3 separate regions of the Rattus norvegicus genome follow, and regions 1 and 3 are each linked to region 2. A link is a contact called in public Hi-C data. All regions are on one chromosome and are shown on one strand. Each heading gives the region's core, a stretch centred on a gene start, on an enhancer-like site or on the middle of the called end of the contact. The rest is flanking DNA. Distances are from core to core; before and after follow the strand shown. Region 1 holds the start of Trmt11 (tRNA methyltransferase 11 homolog). Region 2 holds the start of Ncoa7 (nuclear receptor coactivator 7). Region 3 holds the start of Hint3 (histidine triad nucleotide binding protein 3).

What was found. A called contact is a pair of places that touch in the nucleus more often than the background predicts.
Region 1: a Hi-C map of mammary epithelial cells shows a contact between it and region 2, with 4 times the contacts expected there. The contact joins the promoter of Trmt11 here to the promoter of Ncoa7 in region 2. A contact is called at or near these places in 9 of 12 Hi-C or Micro-C datasets (the A7r5 cell line, the Rat2 cell line, Schwann cells and 5 more) and 1 of 1 datasets of contacts at active chromatin or transcription factors (oligodendrocytes).
Region 3: a contact with region 2 is called in a Hi-C map of Schwann cells, with 12 times the contacts expected there. The contact joins the promoter of Hint3 here to the promoter of Ncoa7 in region 2. A contact is called at or near these places in 11 of 12 Hi-C or Micro-C datasets (the A7r5 cell line, the Rat2 cell line, Schwann cells and 6 more) and 1 of 1 datasets of contacts at active chromatin or transcription factors (oligodendrocytes).

The regions. Positions count from the first base shown.
Region 1 is chr1:28,871,497-28,876,237 of GRCr8, reverse strand. Trmt11 (tRNA methyltransferase 11 homolog) reads right to left here and starts at 2,877. Exons shown (of 13, transcript NM_198051.2): 1 at 2,768-2,877. The coding sequence starts at 2,839.
Region 2 is chr1:28,672,311-28,676,910 of GRCr8, reverse strand. Ncoa7 (nuclear receptor coactivator 7) reads right to left here and starts at 2,297. Exons shown (of 16, transcript XM_063276558.1): 1 at 1,829-2,297.
Region 3 is chr1:28,852,650-28,857,410 of GRCr8, reverse strand. Hint3 (histidine triad nucleotide binding protein 3) reads right to left here and starts at 2,551. Exons shown (of 5, transcript NM_001100825.1): 1 at 2,342-2,551. The coding sequence starts at 2,521.

The DNA of each region.
Region 1 (4,741 bases), core at 1,628-4,127, 200 kb before region 2:
TGGGTATATGCTCAGGAGTAGTATAGCTGGGTCCTCAGGTCCTATGTCCAATGTTCTGAGGAACCTCCAGACTGATTTCCAGAGTGGTTGGTTGTACCAGTTTGCAATCCCACCAACAATGGAGGAGTGTTCCTCTTTTTCCACATCCTCACCAGCATCTGTGGTCACCTGAGTTTTTGATCTTAGCCATTCTCACTGGTGTGAGGTGAAATCTCAGTGTTGTTTTGATTTGCATTTCCCTGATGACTAAGGATGTTGAATATTTCTTTAGGTGCTTCTCAGCCATTTGGTATTCCTTAGTTGAGAATTGTTTAGCTTCATTTTTAATAGGGTTATTTGGCTCTCTGGAGTCTAACTTCTTGAGTTCTTTGTATATACTGGCTATTAGCCCTCTGATGTAGGATTGGTAAAGATCTTTTCCCAATCTGTTGGTTGCTGTTTTATGCTATTGACCTTTGCCTTAGAGAAGCTTTACCTTGACCTCTTGATTCACCTGCTTCCATTTCCCAAACGTTGGGGTTACAGGAGTGTACCACCATACCAGCCCAGAGTCAACATCTTAAATGTAACATGCATGTAATGAGGAAATCAGACCAAAGAATGCACACATTCTTCAAGCAGTATCTTTGTACTGATAAACATGGGATGACTGCAGAAATACTTTGCTTTGTCATGCTGCCAAATCATTTGCTTCAATAAGATACAGCAAGTAAACTATCCTTCCACATTGGTTGGACCTATGAGGAAGTAACTAAGAAGGTGAGTGTCTCCACTACTGTTTGCCAACACTCTCCTTCCCTCCCTTCCAGAAGGTCATTACACCTTGACCACAGCCATCAGGAGAGAACAATACCACCAAGCTTCCCACTCCAAATCACCAAGAAAGGGAGATGTGAGCAACAAACGCCACCTCTGGTTCTCTTTTGGTATGCGTCAAGCTGTTTCTTGTACTAGAAGGCTATTCATTTTAGGAAGAGTTGGGGTGAATGTAATGAACATAAACTGCATAGAAATCATGGAATAAAAAGAGGTGGTGAGGGGTAAGTTCAATCCCAGCATGAGAATGGATCATAAACCTGTCCAGACTGACAAAACATCAGTGAAGACAGCCCAAGGGCTTTTACAACACAGGTTTGAATATGAGACATGAAACACAGGACTAAGGCTACAATTTGATGTTCAGATCTTGAGAATACTACCATGCCCTTTGACTCTCCAGTTCGTTATAGGTAAGTTACCATAGCGACCAGATGGGGTAGGACATCCACATGTAGAGATCAGCACAATCCAGATGGTGCCTGCAGCTCTGTCCTCTCCTTAGCTCTACTCCCCAGGTGCTCCCTAACTCTATCTTGTACACTTCCTTCGTACGTTCTGATTGAGAGGCGTCCACCTTGTTTCCCTTTTCTCATTTTCTTATTTCCGTAGGGAGACATAACCTTCATCCTAACCACAAAGCACTATGCTCACTCCTGCCCATCCCTGCTCGGGAAACCTTCCCTCTCTCCTTATCTGACATGTTGTGTGCCTCCTTTCAGCTCTCCTTTAACGTCTGACTTCTGAGCATCTGTACTTGGCCTACCACTTTTTTGTAAACTTGTGGGTATACTCACATAAGTAAGGAAGGCCTGGTACCTACGGAGGCCAGAAGAACCCCCCCCAACCCACCCACCTGGGGTTACAAATGGCTGTGGGCAGTATCCCGATACAGATGCGGGACAACAGATACAGGTCCTCTGGAGGAGCAGTGGTCCTTAGCCACCTCTTCAGTCCCAGTGGTTCACCACTTTTTGAGCATGAAGTAGAAGAAATCTCATCATTTCCAGGTTTTCTTGGGCAGAACAATAACAAATGTTTACCCTAACATACATTTGGTCTCATCCCCTACACCCACGCTCTAACCTATTCCCTTCTTGCTCACACTAGATTAGTTTCTTAATCTTTTAATATTCCAACAGATGCTTACTAACTCCAGTCTTACTGCTCAAGTCTGTCCTTCATTTTACTGTCTGTTAAAAACCATCTAATTCTGCCTCTTCTAACCTGTTTAACTCCTCTTCCAAGTTATAGAGGGCTCAGTGTCTTCTCTGGTCCACCAACCTACTTCTGTTTACCACTCTGTTACATAACTGGTGACTAGTAATGGACAACAGTTTACACTTCCAAAGTACTTATTTCCTTTGCCCAGTTAACTAATGCTGTAGCTCATGTCATCCCCACCTTGAAAGGCAACATCCCCCATTCATTAATGGACAAAGACTCCCTTTTTAAAGGCTCCCACTAAGTGCCCTTCATCGTTGCGCTTCAATAAGTTGACTATGCTCTCGCATCTGCTAGTCCTGAGCCTAAGTAAACATTAAGCTCTTGAAGGGCAGAGCTGTCAGTCAGCGCACCCTCAGCATTCCGTGTACGCGACTCGAATGTTGTTTCTTGAGTAAATAAAAGTTTTCTCCCAACTTCATCAAGTACCAACCCAAGCCTTCCATCGTGCCTGAACCTATTTTGACACTTCTCACTCCACCGAGCGACCCCATGGATGTCTCCGTCCCGAGTCGGGTCCGGTTCACCTGCTTTACTGCGGCGTCAGGCGCACGTGCAGAGCTGGATGGCAGGGCACTGTCCCGGAGAAAGGCTGCCCGGGACTCAGAGCGGACAGCGGCCTCACCCCCGCCCAATCCAGGCGCGCGCAGCAGCCCGCAGAGACCCCTCCCCTAGTCGGCGCGTGCGGAGTGCGAGCCTCTGCGCCCGGCACCCCAGGACGGCTCACCGGCAGGCGGAACTCCAGGTGCTCCTGTGCCATGAGCAGCAGATAGCGATTCAAGGAGCCCGGCAGCGCCATTGCGGCTACTATGGTACGCCTGCGCGGCCTCCACCGGCCCGCCCCCTCCTCCCCCCTGGAGCTAAGTTTCCGCCGAGCCTCAGCCCGGAGCCGGAAACGGAAGCTAAACCAGAAACAGGTGGCACCTTCTAGGAAGGGGCATGACGGGGCGGAGCGAGATTATAAGGTTCACAAAGCCTGTGGCTATCCTGGCATGCTCCCCTTGTGAAAGGTGCATTGTTTTAAGGGGCAGACTGCGGTGATCCTGCGCAGTTCCCCAGTGATGCTCCTCTTGGAGTGTTCTTCCGACTCCTCCCTCAGCTCTTCGACTCAAAACTGAACCGAAACTTCACTGTAAAGTGTAGGTAGACTCCTAATCGTTCAGGGTTCTGGGGCTCACTAGCTAGAACACTGAGTGTACTTTTCGTGATTATGCGAAACTTTTTCAAGAGCTGTCAAGGACCCACCTTGGTTTTCTCTGTAAGGAAACCAACAAAAAACCCTTCCTCGGACTAGCATTCAGTAATTATGCTATGTTGTTACAGGCACACAGTCAATCCACAGTCAACTGTAGATTAAAAACATTGGCAGAAGCTACCCTAATTATTCACATGAGCCAAATACCAAAAGAGTTTGTAAGATATATAGCTACCCATATATATGTTCCACAACTGTCATTTCTGTTAAAAGTACTGAACCCTTTGTCCTGCTGAGACCTGTATTTGGGGGATTTTGCATTCCACCTTGATAATTCACAGCATATAAAAGTATCCTATTTCTTCCATATGCCAGAAACATAGTTGGTGTTTAGTGGTAGTGATCAAGCCAGCCAGCACACAGTGATGACCCTTGTTAATCAAACCTCAGTTCCACCATTTGTTATCCCTAGGCTCTCAGCAAATTTCATAACATCTGTGTGCCTCATTTTTTTTTTTTGTATAAAGCTGGAATATTGCCTCCTACAGATAATAGCTACAATTACTAGGTGTAATAATATTCAAACTTCGATGTATAGTTTATTGCATGAGTCCAAAAAATAGCATTGGAAAAGGTTTTTTTTTTAATTGGGTATTTTTTTATTTACATTTCAAATGTTAACCCCTTTCCCAGTTTCCTGTCCATAAACGCCCTATCCCATCCCCTCTCCCCCAGCTTATATGAGGGTGTTCCAGTCCTGATGTTTCTGTACACTGGGGGATTGAGCCTTGGCAGGACCAAGGGCTTCTCCTCCCATTGATACTCAACAAGGTCATCCACTGCTACATATGCAGCTGGAGCCATGGGTCTGTCCATGTTTACTCTTTGGATGGTGGTTTTGGTGCCTGGGAACTCTGGGGTGGTCTGGTTGGTTGATTTTGTGGTTCTTCCTATGAGGTTGCAAACCCCTTCAGCTTCATCAGTTCTTTCTCTAACTCCTCCCTTGGGGAGCCTGTGGTTGGCTGGGAGCATCGGCCTCTGCATTTTCAAGCTCTGGGAGAGCCTCCAGGAGACAGCTATGTCAGGCTTCTGTCAGCATGCACTTCTTCGAATTAGCAATATTGTCTGCGTTTGGTGGCTGTATAAGGGCTGGATCGCCAGGTGAGACAGTCTCTGGATGGTCTTTCCTTCAGTCTCTGCTCCAAAATTTGTCTCTATATTTCCTCCTGTGAATATTTTTGTTCCCCATTCTAAGAAGGCCTGAGTCCTCCTCACTTTGGTTGTCATTCTATTTAAGCTTAAGCTTCTTAACATGAAGGGGTGTTGAATTTTCTCAAATGCTTTCTCAGCATCTAATGAGATGATCATGTGGGGTTTTTTCCTTTAAGTTTGTTTATATAGTAGATTACATTGATGAATTTCCAGATACTGAACTATCCCTGCATCCCTAGGATAAAGCCTAATTGATCATGATGGATGATCATTTTGATGTGTTCTTGGATTCGT
Region 2 (4,600 bases), core at 1,048-3,547:
ACTATAATTTTAAATTATATTGGGTTATATACAATTACCTTGAAATACAATTTTCACTCATTCAACGAATAACAAACAGCTATAAAGCATCCAACACTAGGGAATTACAGAATAGGAAGAGAAGGAGAGGGGCGGAAGAAGGGGAGGAGGGTGAAGGAGGAAGGGGAGAAGGGGAGAGGAAGAAGGGGAGGAGGGGAGAAGAGGAACTGATAATGATGGTGATTCTGTCCTCTTAGTATTTATATTGATTCAGTTCGCCAAAATCCCTAATCTGAAATAGTGCTTACAAAATTGGAATTTACAATGGTCCTTTTTTTCAAAACCCTAAACCTTATTGCTTAATGTAAAATCCAAAACGGCAGCCTGAGAAGTAACAATTTCGATAAAAGCCCCAATCTATGAATTTTACTTCAAGAACAGTGGGGGAAAGACTCAACCAGTTTCTCAGAAAGGCAGGAATCAGCTCAGAGTTGTAGGCGAGGCTGGAGACAAGGCTGCCTCTGCTGGCTAACAGGCACATCTTTCAGAGTCTCAACTCCCCGACACCTGTGTCAAACTTGCAGCTCTCAAACCCGTAGGCTCCCGCCAGCTTAAGGGAACACGCCAGCCTCATCCATCACTTAGGTAATCTGATTTCTGGAAAGACTTTCCTTAAACTGGCACCCAAAATGTTAAAGTCTTCGCACCTCTGACTTTATACACCACTCGGCTAGCTGTAAATTACACAAAAATCCACAACCACTCCTAAATACCTCTAAAACAGCAATCGTGGTCGTCTACATTTTTAGCAAAAAGGAGAGAAAGAACGCATTTGCTGATCCTGCTTTTTTAAAAATGCAATGACACAGTCTACTTGAGCTCGTGAAAAAGGCAACGGTCTCCTCGCAAAGAAGACCAGCGCCAACCTATCCCTCCAAGCTTCCCACAGCCTCCAACCAAGGGTCCCCAGATTGTTGGCGAGGAGGGTCCAGCGGCCCTGCGCCTCGAACGTTCCAAGCAGAGCGTCTGGGGTCCCTCGGGGGCTGCGCCCAGCGCCATTAGCACACCTCGGAGCGCTGGCAGCCCAGGAGGGGGCAAGTTTGGCTGCGGCTGGCAGCCGCTCCGGTTCGTCCGGGCCCCAGCATCAGCAGCCCGTAGCCTCCAAGGCCTGGCCCCGCCTCGGCCACCTACCTACTGGGCGGGGGCGCGGGCTCCGCGGGTCCGGGCGAAGTGGCTCGGGCGCACGCATTTCTGGGAGCCGTGGCCTCTGCCGCCGGGCGCTGGGGAGCGCATCCTCCCGTGTGGGAGGAGGGAAAAGGACGGGGGCAGGGGGGGGGGGGCGGGATCGTTCGCCGAGGAGGAGCGAAGGGAAGCAGCAAGAGGCGGCGAGGAGCGCTCCTGAGGGGTTCCGGAGCGCTGATCTGGCCGGAGCAGCCGCCGCCGGGATGCTCGAAGCCTCGCCCAGGTGCCAGCAGCGGCACCCACGGTCAAGGCACGGGGCACGCACGGAGCGGAAGGCGGGGAGCTGCGGTGGCGCGACGCCCGCCCGGCGCCCGCCTCTAGCTCCGCCCGACCCGGGGCGCGCGCTGCACTGGTCTGCTGCGGCGGGGATCCGGGAGCTCAGAGGCCCGCCCTAGCGGCTCCGGCTGCAGCAGCGGCATCTTGCCTGCCCGGTGCGACCTCCGAGCCGCAGGCTGGAAGCCCCGAGGTGGCTCGGATCCACCCCAAACCTGGGCCCGGCGGCTCCGCCCCAGAGAGATGCGCGCGCGGCCTCCGCAGGCCCGGGCCCTTTGTGACGCCGCCCGAGGCGACGGTCATCTTTTCTGTGAACGGGGAATGGTCTGCTTACCTGGCACTTAATCTCATCCCTCTAGCTGGCTACTGGCTGAATCTTGGAGGGAAGTTAGCGTTTATCCGCACAGCTGGAGGAAGAGCCCCTGTCGGAGCCTTAAAGTCCCTTTCCTTTCCCTTCCAGCGCTAGGACCAGGGGTAACCATAAATTCATCCTCTGTCTTTTCCGGCATTTCCTTTGGCAAAGGGGCCCACCGTCTCCTTTTTCTCCTGTCCCCGGTACAACATCCTATAAGCTGCTAAATTTGATCCTTATAGCCAAGGCAATGCAATGTAGCAATTGGGCAGTCCAGCCGGCTCTTGGTTGGGGCCGGAGAGCAGCTCAGTGGGAAGGTTTTTGCATGAGCCCAGGGGCCTGTTGCTTGTGAGCTTCCAACCTGGACGCTGTTCCCTTTACAGTCCAGTGGCTATCACTGCAAGATGACTCGGAGGATCTGGTTGTGAAGATCACTCTTAAATACAGGAAGAAAAAGTGTGTGTGTGTGTGTGTGTGTGTGTGTGTGTGTGTGTGTGTGTAACTGGTGTGTCCCAAGCCATCAACACACAGTACATAGAGGCCTCCGCAGGTTGCTGCTGCCTCTTGGTACTGCCAGTCTCTCTGGAGGGTGGAGCAAAGCACCGAACCGTCTGCCTTTGAGATTTCAGGAGCAGGTGATGTTACACAGTCGTGCAAATATGAAATCTCTTCCTGGTTTTGCACTCACCATCTATAAATTCTGACATCAGGTTTACGTATTTATGCTTTGAATAGGAGAGACTTCTTGTTCTTTAGACACCTTTTAGTCAAATGATTTAGCCTTTAGCAAAGGAAAAAAAAATGGGTTCCTAAAATATAGACATGATTCTATTTGTATCAAAAGAAAACCATTGCCTGAAGCCTCCAGAGAAATGGTGATGGTCTCACAATTCTTTGATAAGTGCTTTTGTGATTTTGAAATCTAAGCTTAGTAAAAATAAATATCGGAATACACACACACACACACACACACACACACACACACACACACACACACGGGAATGGTGACATAGCCCTGTAACCCCAGCTCTTGGGAGGTGGAGTTAGGAAGTTAAGGAATCCAAGGCCAACCTCAAATGCTAACCTAGGCTGTATAACAAACACCCTGTTTCAAAAAGTAAAGTAAAAGTTTAAAAAGAAAGGAAAAATCATATCAAGTTCACACTTCGATGATAAGATAGCTGACCTTTCCGGGGGGAGGTGGGTAACCCCTAGGAGGTCAGGGTGGAGCAGGGTCTGAGCTGTATTTGGGAGGAGAGGCACGTGATTCAGTTCTGTTCTGAGAATGGCTGGTGAATCTAAAGCCCCAGTTCAGAATGACCTAATTTCGGGAAGGAAGACGTACAGAGTGCTGTTATGGAAAACATCTTGAAATCACTCAGGACAAGAACTTTGCTGTTTGCTTAACCAAGTGTGTGAACCTTGAGTGCAGTCTCTCCAGGAGCTCTTCACTGAGCTGCAGCTACCGTTTCCTACTCTTTAACTCCATCAGCACCCCTTTGTGCCTAATCCCAAGGGTTCTGTCGGGAAGTAAAATAAGCCTTGGTTTCTTTTCTCTTAGGCAAAAGTATAACTGAGTATGTGTTTAAAGGGGTGACTTGCTGATGCAGTGTTCCAGAGCTTTTCCAAAGCAATGGCAAACAACGGCACTGTCTTCATTGGCTCCCCTGGGATTACATGATGGATTGCATGCAACTTATAGCTTGTCACTACAGTGAAAGTCTGAACAGAACAGGGGCTGGTGCTCCCATGGCTGGGGGTGAGTTGCTTCTAATTTAAAGATTTGTCGGTCATTCTCTTTTGTGACTGAGTATTGACCAATTTATCTGAGTCTTGTCTTCACACAGAAATCAGAATTAACGTCATCTACATCTTCATTATCCAGTATAGCACCCATCAGTCAAATGGGGTCATGCAAAGTTAATGAAATCCAGTTATGATTTTCAGTCTCTTAGTCATACATTAAGTTCTAAAGAACCAAATAAAGCTTGTGATTGCCTTTTGGACAACACAGGGCACAGCATTTCCTTATTACAAGAAACTCTTATGGAATGCTTGCCAAATTTCAATGGGTAGAAAAGATCTACAGAAAGAATTGGTAATTTGGGTGCAGCTCAATCAAATTCTATTAGGATATATACTTAAGGACAGGATAATCCATAAGAATGCACAGATTACCCTTGGACTACGGCTCCTACATGTGCTGGCCTCAGTTAAATTTCTAACTCTCTGGTGCTTTTATCTTCAAAGCTGGGGTGACTGCACACCATCTTTAAAGGGTAGATATAGGGAATGAAGGAATTCATGAACGTTATGTAGAGTGCAGAATGTGTGGTCAGTGGAGGTCAGCTAGTATTATAATAGCATGACTTAGGGTAATAAAGGTTTTCTTTTCAAAACTTGTATCCCTGAACTGCACACTATGGTCCATTTCTGTAATGCCAACATTTCGGGAGGTAGAGACAGGAGGATTGTTAGTCTCAGGCCAACCTGTGTTACATAGCAAAATCCTATCTCTCATTAGTAAAGTAATTGATTAAAATAAATAAGCAATAAGCCGTTGGAGCATGAAGACTGTGGTAAATGTGAAAACTAGCTCTTCTTCCCCTGATAAAGGGGAGAAGTTAGGGCGTAGCAACTTAGGTACACTGGACATGTTCTTTCTTCTTATTTCAGGCAAATAATCCTGACACAGGGAGACTTTTATGTAGACAGAGAGGTGGGGAGCTCTTCGAGCAGAAAAGGGAGACGGGA
Region 3 (4,761 bases), core at 1,302-3,801, 180 kb before region 2:
CTCTACACATGCACACGTACACAAACCAACACGATAGATACACTGTTTTACATTTAGAGGCAAAGAAACTGGGTATTTTAGTTACCTGTTAACTGCATTTCCACTAAGCTGTTAAGATACTGAACTCGGTTCTGTGATTTTACTGTCCTCTATTGTACTACTGAACCAACCACTATTAAAAAACAAATCCAATCAGAAAGACATATTGCCAAAAATACAAAATTATCTGTGTGTGTCCATATATGCTTGTTGTTGTTGTTGTTGCGCTGGTGACCAAACCCAGGGCCTAACATGCTTACGAAGCCTAGCAAGTTCTGCCACCGAGCCACGGTTTCTCTTTTTTTCTTTTCCTTTTTGGTTTTCCTTTGTAGACCAGGCTGGCCTCAGACTCAGAGATCTGCCTGTCCCTGTCCCCCAAGTGCTGGGATTAAAGGTGTGTGCCACGACTGCCAGGCTACAGCTGTCCTTTATAGTAAGACTTCCCAGGGCAAAATGCTGCAAAGAAGCCAACTGTCCCTAACTCAGTGACAGTGTTGGGAAAACCAAGCGATCGAGTACCGAATGCCTATTAAAGGATCACTGCACAGCTGTGGAGTATTGGTCTGGGACAGAGTCTTCCAAAGCACAAAGCAGAAGAGGCTGTGTAACGCTCTCCCATGCTGTTCTAGCTGCAACTTTCCCAGACTACTCCAGGACCTGCTTCTATTCTTCTTCCAACATTTTCCTAACAAATAATTCTCAAGTATTTTCTACGCAGCTACAATTTCTTCCCAGGAACTGTCCCTTCATATCTAAACCAAGCAAGTACATTTGAAAGAACATCTGCGTAGCATGGTATCTAAGGTGTTAGCAATTTTAATTAGCAAAAGAGCAGTTAAATCAGCTAATATTACTAAGTATGGGCTCTGGCATGGCAACATTTCTATGGTTTCTCAAACATTTTTTCATTTTTCATTTCTAAGAGCCCACTTTCTTTCTCTCCTTTGTTTGCTTGGGTTGTTTCTTTGTTTTGTTGGTTGGCTTTTCAAGAGATTTCTCTGTAGCCTTGGCTGTCTAGGAACTCACTGTATAGGGCAGGTTGGCCTCCAACATAGCGATCTTCCTGCCTTTGCCTTCTGAATGCTGGAATTAAAGGCATGTACCACTACCACTGGGCTATTTCTAGGAGACCCTTAATAATAATTCATATCAATACCATGAGATATGAATACCAGGCATGGTAATATATATATATATATATATATGTATATATATATATATATGTATATATATATCTTTGTGACTCATACACAAAGAGTAAAACACTGCCCTTGGTACTGGTAAGCCCCCTACTAAGAATATGTGGTATGTCCTTTGCTTAAATGAATTCTGAAAAATACAGTAAGAAAACCATACAGAGATCTCTGAGGCAAAGAATCATCTCTGACTTTTGTTGGAAAGTCTTGCAAACAAATTCTTCATGATGTTGGTAACCCTGATTATTCCAAATCAAACAATTTCTTCTGCCATTATTTGTATAATTACCAACACCATATATATATATATATATATATATATATATATATGTATATATATATAGTATACCAACACCTTATATAAGTCCAATCATTCGTTTACAACGAATATATGTGTAATGAGAGTTTTAAATGCAAAATGATAAATCTCTCTCAAAAGATTAACTCTCTATGAGGGATGATGAGATGCAAAATATGTTTGAGCCAGGGGAAAGGGAAAGTTTTCTGGAATTTCCAGGTATGTCATGGCTGTTGCACTCTTGAACTCGCAGCAAGTATGATTAACTACAAGTGATCTGCATAGGTTTGAATCCTGTCCAGATCTTGTAACGAAAAGGGGAGGCGTTCATGAAGCCCTCGCGGTTGATAAGAGATATTTTTCCCAGTGGTGTGTAGCCACTTACAAGCTATGAACTGTTAGTTATCAGTTCGACTTCAGACCCAGTCATGAAACTCCATTTCGCCTATTTTCAGTCAAATTCACTCTTCGTCACCACGCCCATGACCTGTTTTCTGCTAGTTGTACGCTCTCTAAGGATACTGGAAATGTACATAACTTACTATCTAGAGAAGAGGAAGACTCCTTATAATAAAAACAAGGACACAGGATGCTGCTGTGTTGCAAATGCATGCAGAGGGAGGCGAGTGTGCCTGGCTCCATTACTACTATCTCTCCCTACTGAGCAGCAAAGGCACCTCTGGAGGACCTCTGGGTCCCTGAAAGAAGTCAATTACACGGTAGGTTTAGCAGGTCGGTGCAGAGACAGAAGCCTGCGAGCCTGGATTGGAGGTCGGGCTCCCACCCACCCCGGCCTGTCGCCGCCCACCTCACAGTATAAGAGTTCAGTTTCGGGTTCCTGACCCGCCGCGACGCGGCAGAACACGCAGTTACTGTCATAGTCCCTGGACTCCGAGGTCCCAGGCGAGGACACCTCAGGTCCTGCTTTGGCAGTGACCGTACAGTCGGGATTCGGCTCTCCAGCTAAGCCCGCTTGCTTTTCAGCCATGGCGGCCGAGAGGCGACCTGAGGATCAGCTGAGCTGCTCAAGGCCTGGCGCGTGCGCACCCGTGGCACCCGGAGCCGCCGCCTTGCTCCGCCCTCCTAGCAATGCGAAGTCTGCGCACGCGCAGGGACAGACACTGGGAAGGGGAGACTGTCAGTGGGCGAGGAGGGCGCGGTAAGGCTTGCCCTGACCCCGCCCGTCGCTCCGTGATGACGCAAACAGCTCAGTTTCAAGAACCTAACCAGGGGCTTGGGAGTTGCCAATAACCTTAGTCTAAAGTGCAAAGGATGTTGTTTCCACTTCTCTATATAGTGTATCACGCTCTAGTTATAAAAGAAAAAAAAAGTATAGAAGTTCGATTTTTTAAGGGTATAAGAGGATGAGTAAAATGTATAGAGAGCCTTGTTTGGCAAAGTGAATTTTCCTTGTTTTCTGTGTACTTGTTCAGTCACAATAATTTTAGGATCTGAAAACAAAAAACAAAAAACAAACAAACAAAAAAAAAACCCAGCCAAACTGTACTTGACATGTTTGCTTTTGTTTATAGTGCAATGCAAATCAGAATAAGGATCTCTCCTATGTCACATGTCATATACCGAGAAAAGGCAATAGTTGAGAAATTACCTCCCAGCTCTTCCCTGTGTCTCACCGGGTTCATTGTAACAATTTTCTCTTGTATTTCCTGCTATTCAGGAAAGAGAGAGAAACCCTTTGGGAACAATCATGCCAGAAAAATATCAGTTCTTAAGTATGATTGTGAGCTCACCTTTTGACAATACACGGCCTTTGCTGAGCACCAGTACTGAGCATTCCCTATGCTTCTCTAACTGTGAAACTTCCCAAGTTTAATTATTTTATTACAGCTCTACAGAAAGAAACAGATTCAGACTTCTATCTTACCCCTTACCCAAACAATAGCAAAGTTTAAATAAGTGTCTATTTATGTTCTATGTTTATCCGTAGAACAAATATTTTTAAATGCACTGTTTTGTTTTGAGATAAATTCTTGCTGATTCCCACCTCACCTGGAAATCTTCCTGTGTCAAACCTCCTGGTACTGTGCTGACCCTGCCTCTTTCCTGATGCTGAAGTTTACTTGAAATGATTGACAACAATAGTTATGACATTGGCGCTTGTCGATTTCATAATTGCAATTACTTAGTATGACTTTAAATTTGGTAATGCTTTTAAATGAATTGTGTTGTAATCCAAAACAGCAACATGTTAGGTAAAAGTACACGCAAATTGAAGACACATTTAATTTCCTGTGTAGTTAACCGCATATTTGGCAATCACTACAGTAGCTTCTCAGATCCTCAGAAGCAGAAAATGTGTGACCTCACACATTTAAATATCATTTTCTATGTCTGTTCTTACACTTTCATATCACTCTGCCTTTTTTATGGTGTGTGTCTGTGTGTGTGTGTGTGTGTGTGTGTGTGTGTGTGTGTGTAGTATATGTTTGTCTTTCTCCATGTATGTACTTGTGTACTCGGGCTGCCTCTTGGGCCAAGGGGAGGTAGGTGATGTGAAGATCCTTCTGTAACTGTAGGTGCCTTTCAGAACTGCTTGCTTGACATTGAAAGCCTTTGAATTGTCTTTGGCTTTGGTAAGAGCAGGAGTTTCTTGGTGCTATCACAGTGGAAAGGTCTAAGTAGACATTTCACAGCTGTCTGATGACTAAAAGAATGACTTTCAGATCCCAGGGGAATACACTTTTGAGTTATGAGAGTGGCACAGTCACAAGCAGAAGTGCTTTTCAGTAAAGGCTGTGAGGGTGAAGGTCAGCAGAGGAGGGTGGCTATAACAAAACCCAGAGCCTGACATTGTGAGTTAGGCATTTGGAGCCCTGTCTGAATACTGCCATATGGACGTTGCCTTGGCTTAGGGGTTTGTACATAGTGGTGATAAGGCAAAAGTTTTTCAGTTCTCGCTTCCTTGCCGGTACGTTTCTTCCTCAATAAGGCCAACTCTGACTGTCTAACCCCTTCCTTCCTCTTTCTCTTGCTGGGTTTTTTCTATTACATGTCCCTTTCCACATACTTTAAATTAAATAGCAACATGTTACATATATGTAACCCTATGCATTTAACTTAGGATGTATATTCATTTTCACTCCTTCATCTCCATTGAATGCAGTCTCTGCAGCAATTATCTTTTGTTCCTGTTCATACACATACCAGCAGTAACTCTGCCACTCTAGAGTAGTCAAGGACAGTGGTAAGAATTTTTGATCTAATAAC